Linked DNA regions of Rattus norvegicus: all the other regions are linked to region 2. The links are chromatin contacts, called in public Hi-C maps. All regions are on one chromosome and are shown on one strand. Each heading gives the region's core, a stretch centred on a gene start, on an enhancer-like site or on the middle of the called end of the contact. The rest is flanking DNA. Distances are from core to core; before and after follow the strand shown.

Region 1 (2,700 bases), core at 74-2,573, 190 kb before region 2:
GTTTTGTTATTTTCTGACACAGTCTGTCTCTGGGGCCCAGGCTTACTCCACTTCCCTAGAGCTGGAATGGCGGCCAAGAGCCACCACACCCGGTTACAATACCAAATGCTCTTGCAGCCATCCTCTAGGCTCAGTAACAGGTCTTCACTAAGTCGTTTTTGGCCACCCTGGAAGCAACCCCTCTTATGAAAGACACTGCCTGACCTTTAAGCATGCAAATGGCTTTTAAAGAACTTTATCTGGCCCTGTGTCGACTACCACCACCCACTACCTCTTTCATTAAGATATGAAATCCAAACAGAAAGATTGGGCAAGAAGGCAGGGTGATCTCACAACAGTGGACACTCTGGGGACAAGATGTCTGTTTGACTGCAACTCTATCCTTACCATCAACTTTCAATTGCCAATACCTGTGCCCTGTGTCTGTTGTGCTATTTACTGTATTTTCTGAAGTCCACTGCAGATTTGGTCGAAAGGGATGTGATCTCAGGGCATGTGCTGGACACTCAATCCATTTAACATAAGAAACAGCACGTTTAAAGACACTAGTATGTTAGCCGCCTGTCACCCCAGAACTTGGCAAAGTGGAAAGCAGGTAGGATCAGGTCAGACTCAGCAACACAAGTGCAAGCCCTGCCTGGGCTACATAAGACAAAAAAAGAAAAAGCAGTAAAATATGAGTTCAAGGTTAACAGCAACAAAAAACTCACATGAGGAACTTGGGAATTTTTCAGACAAAAAAAAAAAAAAGAAAAAGAAAGAAAGAAAAGAAAAAGGTAAATGTCAGAGGCGGAGCAAGCACCCTGAAAGAAACTCCGATGACCCCTGGACTGGAGTGCGGTAGGAGGCAAGCCCAGCACGCACACCTGCGGGGCGGCACGTCCACCCGCCACGCCCGGCCAGTCGCATCCATCTCCGGGTGTCCCCGCCGCACGTCCCATGCCCCCCTCGGCTGGCCAGCTCCAGCTTGCCGCCCACAGCTGCGTGCGCCGCCGGCTCCAGACGCCCACCGCGACCCTAAACCTCTGTGCCCAGAGCGCAGGCCAAGAGCCAGCCCCGAGCGCCTGCTCCTGACCGGAGGGCGTCGCTGTCACTCACATGCCGCAACCTCGACCCAAACCAATGAGCTGCCGTCTGCTCCCGCCCCCCTTTTCCCCCCACCGCACGGCGGCAGCGGCTCCTCCCCCATCCCTCCGCTGAGCCCGGCGGCCCCGTGCTCACTGTTGAGGCCAGCGGGCGGCGGCAGGGACTGCTCCCCTTCCTCGCAGTTGTTGTTGTTGTTGTGCAGGGGCGGCGGCGGCTCGACTAAGTGAGACATGGTCGGGAGGCTGGAAGCGGCACGGCCGCAGGACGACAGTATCCGGCTCTCGGGCAGCAACACAACAAGTCGAGTCCCCCCGCCCCCTTTTCTGCGCCTGCGCACTCCCTCCCAGCGTGACGTCAGAACCTTCCCGGGCCACGTGATGACAACACAGGCAGCCGGACTATAGGGTCTGAGCGGGGGTGAGGGGGCGTGACCAGGCCGAGTTGAGGCGGGGCATTCGCCAGCTCCTCCGGACTTGCGGGTGCGGAAGTCGCGCTGACTCGGGCGCCAGGAACGAATTCCTGCGAGTCAGTCGCAATAGCCGGAAGGGCTGAGCTAGGAAGTTGACACTGGATTGAGAATGGGAAGGAGTGTGCAGCCCGGAAGCTCCGGGCGTGAATGGAACCCCTCCCACGCCTGCAACATCCACGTAAGGACTCACCCCAGGCTTTAAAGAAGCAGAAAACCCCAGTTCCTCCCCTGGTGAAACATCCATTTGTGCCTCCCACAGGATACCGTGTGAGGTACCTTGGAGCTAATCACATTGTTGGAATTTCTAATATTTTAATTACAAAAGTAACACGCAATCACTGTTAAAAAAAAAATCAATGGCTGGGCGTGGTGCATACCTGTCATCTCAGCCCTTCCAGAGACTGAAGCAGGAGGATCCCTAGTTCCCTGTTATCCTGTGAGCCCTTGCCTTAAAAAACAAATTAAAAGGGGAAAAAATAACCCACACAGATTTACCCAAACCCTGGTTGTTACCTGTCTCTGTTAATGCCCTACCTCCTGTACGTTGCTGACTCTGTTACTTAATTCCTAAATACTCCTACATTGTATCTTTGTCAAGTTTTCTCCACCTGATTTTCGTACAGAGAATGTTTTTCTTTTAACTTTGTTTCAATCTGTAGATGTTGAATTTTCATGTAATTGTCTTTTTAAAAAATATGGTCTGAGATACCCACACACCAAAATATTAAATCTAGGACTAGCCAGTGAGATAGTTCTGCCGGTAAAGGTGCTTGTTAAGTAAATCTAGAGACTGAGTTCGTTCATTCCCCAGAACTCATGGTATACCGAGAGCTAACAAAGTTGCCTTCTGACCTCCACAAATGCACCTTGGCATGCACTTGCCCCCTATAAATCATAAATACATGCACACACAATGATTTGAGATTTATAATTTTAACTTTTATTTCTGTGCATGTGTGTGCTGGTGTCCAAGGGCCTTCTGAGGCCAGAAATATCAGATAGCTCTGATACTGGACTTCCTGGAAATTATGAGCCATCTGACTTGGGTTCTGAAAATCAGGTCCTCTACAAGAGCAGCACAGGCTCTTAACTGCTCAGCCACCACTCCTGCACCAGTCGTTATATTTTTTAAAGATTATGAATTT
Region 2 (2,700 bases), core at 49-2,548:
TCCCCTTTGGTCTTTCAGTTCTCTGAGCCTGATAATCAGTTCTCCTCCTGGAAATTCAATCGGTGTCTTCAAAAAGAACACATTCACTGTGGACACATGACCAGGTGTCTCACCTTCCTGGGGCTGTGTCTTCCCCACTGTGCTTGACCTCCTCTTAAACCGTGAACCAAATGAGGTTGCCTTTGGAAGGGATTTGCTCAGAGTGGTTCTGCTGCATTCCAGGCAGGTGACTCGAGGCTTCTATTTCCTTATCTATAAAATGGGCATAACAAGGGCACCTGCCTGGCCAGGTGTGGTCCAGATCCAGTGAGATGCTGTGAAAGTATATGGAGGTGGATGGGTGGTGGTGGTGCAGTTTCCCTGGTTATTCGTGCAGAGGACTCACCATCATATTGATTACAGTACAGAAAGGGCTCAGGTTGCATGGACTGCATAGACTTGGCTCCTGCCACCCAGAATCTAATACATGGCACGGAGACGCCTGGCAGCTGCCAGGTCTCCGAAAAGCAGAGTCCTGCAAGTGCTGGAAGGGACGGTTGAATGGTTCACCAAAAGACACTGGCATCAGGTGGCCTTTTGCCTCCACCTCCGAAGAGGTAGAAAAGGTGACACTAGAGGCTTTTGGTCCCGGCGTGTGTGTGTGTGTGTGTGTGTGTGTGTGTGTGTGTGTGTGTGTGTCCGCGATGTGAGCACAGAGCCTCGGGAGGTAAACAACCCAGATCCACCGGCCTGTCAGCCAATCCCATTTTCCTAACAGTGCCAGCTTTAGAATCACAAACGCTGCAACCAGGACCTTCGAGCGTCCTGTGGAAGCCACTGTTCCCAAGCTCTTAAACCCTTGAGATGGCCGGCTTAAATGCTTCGATATCCATCAGGTGCTAGGAAGGAGGGAGAGGGCTGTGCAGTGATTGGCTAGGAGGTGGGCGGAGCCACTGCGTGACTGTGTTCCTCCTCCAGTAGAAGTCCCAGCTAACCGCAGGGAGGAGGAGGGGAGGGACTGCCGCAGCCCCACTGGGCAGGCTGCCTAGGGACACTTAGAAGATTGCAAGAGATTTTTAATTTCTTGCCTAGGAGTCTGTGACAGGGTCCTGACTTATCTTACTGATTTCTGTTTGAGCTGTCTGAACCTTCCAATGCCACCGCCCCACCTGTCATAGGTCGTTAAAGTTAAATGAAAAAAAAAAAGAATTAGCTAATTATTCGATAAATGAAGCTGTTGCTTGCAGGTCACAGTCGGCGATCCTGCTGTGTCATCCGTGGAGGGCTGAGTCAGCCCTGCCTCAAACCTGAACCCAGAGGACCGGGATCTGTACGAGGCTCTCTAGCTCCACCGTCTGGCAGGGGAACGCAATGAGCTTTGCAGGCGTGAACTGGAGACTGTTAAGGATAAAAACTGGACTAAACCTCACCGGCTAGTTCACCCGTTCCTTTCCCTTTAACTCCCTATCCTTCAGCTAGATCCGTTTACCAGAAATCTGGATTTCTGCTGGTTCCTTTACGGAGCCCTCTGCCCCCATGCTCCCCGAGGGCTTCAGGCACGCCCTTGGCCAGAACCCAGGCGCCGCCTAGGCTCTCTCTCTTCACTTCCTGCCTCCTAACTCTCAAGAGGGGCGGAGCTGTTTTCTTGAACCTGGGCATTTTTGTAATAAAGGGAGCCTTACTTGCATTTAGTGGCGCTGACCCGCCATACTGGACATCCTGTAGGATAGTCCCGGACCATAAAGAATTGTCCTGGGAAGTTATCAGATATCCCGCTGGTGAATCATGTAGGTGAATGCCATGCATTAATTTTCAGAGCTAGGACCAGCTCTATTCTACTTATAAACATACAAAAATTCTGCAAGTCCCTCCTTTCTCTCTCTCCCACCGTCCTTTACTTCATTTCTTCCCACCATCCCCACCCCTCCTTTTTTTTTCTGTGACAGACTCTTACTTTGTATAGTCCAGAGTTAGAACCGGCTCCATTTTATTTCCAAACGAGTTTTGTTTTGTTTTGTTTTTTTTTTGTTTTGTTTTTTTTTTTTTTTGGCAAGGTCCTTCCTTCCTTCCTTCCTTCCTTCCTTCCTTCCTTCCTTCCTTCCCTTAGTCTCTTGCTATGGGGCCCATGCTGACCTGAAATTTGTAATCCTCCTGCCTCAGTCCTTTCACAAGAACTGGTATTGCATTCACCACCGTGGCCAGGTGAAGCTTTTATTACAACAAATCCATTTAGCCATTTCGAAGTGAACGAGATCAGTGGCTGGCTTGCTTTAATTGCATTCAGAATGTTACCCAACCGTCGTTACTGTTCACTTCCAAATCTTTTCCATGACTCCAGACAGGGATGGTGCAGCCAATGATCAGGAACTCCCATCATGCCCCCTGTAGCCCAGTTTCCTCTGATCTACTTTCAGTCTCTGTGAGCTTGTGGGTTCTAGGTTCTTGAGGTGAGTGCATGCAGATAGTGTTTGGCCTTTTTTTTGTTGACAGCTTATAGGAAAGTTGCCACCACTGCAGCTCCGTGCCTGCTGCTTGAGTCATAGTGAAATATAAACACCTCAGTCTGCGCTTATAACTATCTCAAGCAACAGGGCTGCTTGAGTCTGACATAGGGTGTTTTGTAATATAACTGTCTGAATATTCACATTCTGAGTATGTATTATTTTGTATATTTTTAAAGATTTCTTTATTTTTATTTATATGAGTACACTGTCTTCAGAT
Region 3 (2,700 bases), core at 177-2,676, 140 kb before region 2:
CTGAAGGCAGCCCTGACAGAAACACGATGGACAGACGGACGGACAACCAAAGAGCAGTAACAAGGTTGTAAAAAGAAAGCCAGCAGGAGAAAACGAAGAAAGCTGTAGTCCATCTGCACATCTCTCCCTGGGTATTTGAGCAAAATGTTGTATCGGCAGCTAGACAGATTTGGCAGTAGTTTACAGAGGGCACTTAAAGTCATGTGACACTTCAAGGTGATTTTCTTGTGGGATAGGCAAAGAAAACCAGGATTGTGGGTTAAGAGCCTTAAGGCTCTCCTATCCTTGGCAGCTGAGCAGGAACCACATGAAGAGATGACTGGACAAGGGGGCTGCTGGTAAGGTGGAATGTTTTTCCACAAGCTAAGCAGACAGTGTTTTGGAAAAGCAGTAGTGATAAGCTACATTTAAAAGAACTTAGAAAGATATGAGCAATGGGGCCTTAATTTTAGACTTGGTAACATGGAGATTTTCTGTGTAACACCACTGGATTAGTATCTTCAAAATAAAAACTATTGTTTCCTGTGGCCTTATTTTTTTGGTTGTTAGATGAGAGGATGCTCCCTCCAGAGGAAAATTATGTAGGTATCAACTACAGACTCACTCCCATGTCTGCTGTCAGGCATCAGTTTTCCTGGATGCTTACCTGAGATAGCAGTTCTCTGCCACATGGATTCAAGCAAAGTTCACAATCATGGTAGCAGGTCAGGAAAATGAAAGGGAGCAGCCTAAACCCTTTGGGTTGCCTCATCTGTAAGTGTATGTCATCACTTCCATCATGCTTGTAAGAGCCAGTTGCTAGGCCTGTCATATTCAAGTGAGAAACTTACAAAAAGACCAGAACACCAGAGGGCAGTACCCATTGGAGGCATCTTAGAGGATGCCTACTACAGCTCCTTGGTCAGCATACAAAAACAGTTAAGAACTTCATGGCCAGGTAGCAACGCTACAACTTAAAGAGGGAACTGCCTAGAGCAGTTAAGTTTCATCTTTGAGCTTCAAGGTTAAGTAAGATTCTCTCCTCCAGCCCTAGCTGCCTCCCTGCCTCCCCGACCCCCAGTGTGCCCAGGTTTGTGTATGTGTTGCCGCTGTTTAAGAGCACCTAACACAGGTCCTCCCCAGACCTATGAGGCAGACATTCTACCATTTAGTTACAGTCCCAGATCTCAGGCTATTTGATTTTTAATCCCTGTTTCAAAATACAAAATACTCATTAATCTAGCCATTATCCTATAGTCCACTGTCATTTCTACTCAGGCCAATGAATACAGGTCCCTTCTCTTACTCTCCAGGGGGTTCTCAACCCTGTAAACAAACACTAAAACAGTCAGCAATGTCATTTTTTCCAGCTACTAGTTTGTACCTGCCAAGTGCTTCTCACAGCTTAGTTAGGGCACTCTTCCAGGGTTTCCAAGGATACTGAACTCTCCCTATTATGCTTGTTGGACATTTCAGAATGTCTGTTTGTTTTAACACATGGGTTTAGATCACAATTCACTACCACAAGTCAATTCTGCTATTGCTTAAATAAGGTACTTTGCACGTTCTTTCAAAGCCTGTTTTGATAAAAAGTGATAGGAAATGTGTATTAGTTTTTCTACCTAATTAGTCTAATTCTACTTTTGAAGAAAACAATGTTTTCACCTATATCAGTAATTCCCAGGGTATTTTCTTCTATGGTAATTTTACTAACTGCTGAATTCTAAAACTTCAGTGTCAACAAAGTCAATTCAAAACACTAGTTTAGGCCAGGTGTGGTAACATACATGTATAACCCTACTATCATTGGTCTAAGGGAAGAGAATTACAAGTCACAAGCAGCCTAGACCACATAAACTGTCACAAAAACTCCACAAAGCAATTTAAACTTAGCAATACGTTTAAATAGTAATAAACTATTTCCTGAGACAGAGTTTTAGTATATAGCCCTGGCTGGCCTGGTAGTCAACTAATTTATCATATAACCAACAGTAGCCTTGAACTTTGCAGCAATCCTACTGCACTACAATCTCCACTTCTTAGCAGCTTTATTGCTGTTTTTTTAATTTTAAAAAGTTTGTGAGCCAGAGCTACAGAGAAACCCTGTCTGTGTATGTGTTGCCTACATGTATGTCTGTATACTGCATGTATGGAGTTACATGGAGGCCAGAAGGGAGTCAGATCCCTGGGACTGGAGTTAGATTGTCGCATGCTGCACTGCTGGTAACTGGTGAGAATCCAACACTGGTCCATGCTCGGAACCACTCTAGCCCCTGTAACTGAATTCTAACATTGCAAATTACAAAACTCAGTAAGCTCAGTTACTCTTCAACAGTAACTATAGTCACAAAGGGAGGCAGAGATAGGCAGAACTACTCAGCAGGGTGCATAGTCATCACTGCTGAGCAGAGGTCCCCACAACACCACGCTGTGATAGGTGTACCTAGTGCTGTGCAATGTGTAAATACTTGAGAGCAAATCTTAAATTACCAAGTGTATTCTAGCTCACAAAACAAAATATTTAGTTAGGGTTAAATAACTAAAAAGCTTCCCTACAGAATATACAAGTCCTTTACCTCAGGCCTCACCTTCCTAAAGATAGCCATTACCAAAGATGCAGATTCTATGTTTACGGTCTAACAAAAGACAGTATAGGGCTCCTTTAGGCATTTCTACAAAAGATACAAATACAGACAAGGAAGGTAAAGGCAGAACCCTGTG

The links. A called contact is a pair of places that touch in the nucleus more often than the background predicts.
Region 1: a Hi-C map of hepatocytes shows a contact between it and region 2, with 1.7 times the contacts expected there. The contact joins the promoter of Bnip3l here to the enhancer-like site in region 2. A contact is called at or near these places in 2 of 12 Hi-C or Micro-C datasets (hepatocytes and mammary epithelial cells).
Region 3: a Hi-C map of liver shows a contact between it and region 2, with 5 times the contacts expected there. The contact joins two enhancer-like sites. A contact is called at or near these places in 11 of 12 Hi-C or Micro-C datasets (the A7r5 cell line, the Rat2 cell line, Schwann cells and 6 more) and 1 of 1 datasets of contacts at active chromatin or transcription factors (oligodendrocytes).

The regions. Positions count from the first base shown.
Region 1 is chr15:45,371,890-45,374,589 of GRCr8, forward strand. Bnip3l (BCL2 interacting protein 3 like) reads right to left here and starts at 1,324. Exons shown (of 6, transcript NM_080888.2): 1 at 1,222-1,324. The coding sequence starts at 1,318.
Region 2 is chr15:45,560,138-45,562,837 of GRCr8, forward strand. No RefSeq gene overlaps it. Among named protein-coding and RNA genes, the nearest start is that of Ebf2, 49 kb to the right of the region's middle. Within about 2 kb of position 1,299, at least 91 of the 93 cell types and tissues checked have an H3K27ac peak or open chromatin away from gene starts, as enhancers often do. A contact at or near this core is called in hepatocytes and liver, where this site is marked.
Region 3 is chr15:45,416,930-45,419,629 of GRCr8, forward strand. The region is part of intron 2 of Ppp2r2a (protein phosphatase 2, regulatory subunit B, alpha); the gene reads right to left. Among named protein-coding and RNA genes, the nearest start is that of Ppp2r2a, 21 kb to the right of the region's middle. Within about 2 kb of position 1,427, at least 20 of the 93 cell types and tissues checked have an H3K27ac peak or open chromatin away from gene starts, as enhancers often do. A contact at or near this core is called in hepatocytes and liver, where this site is marked.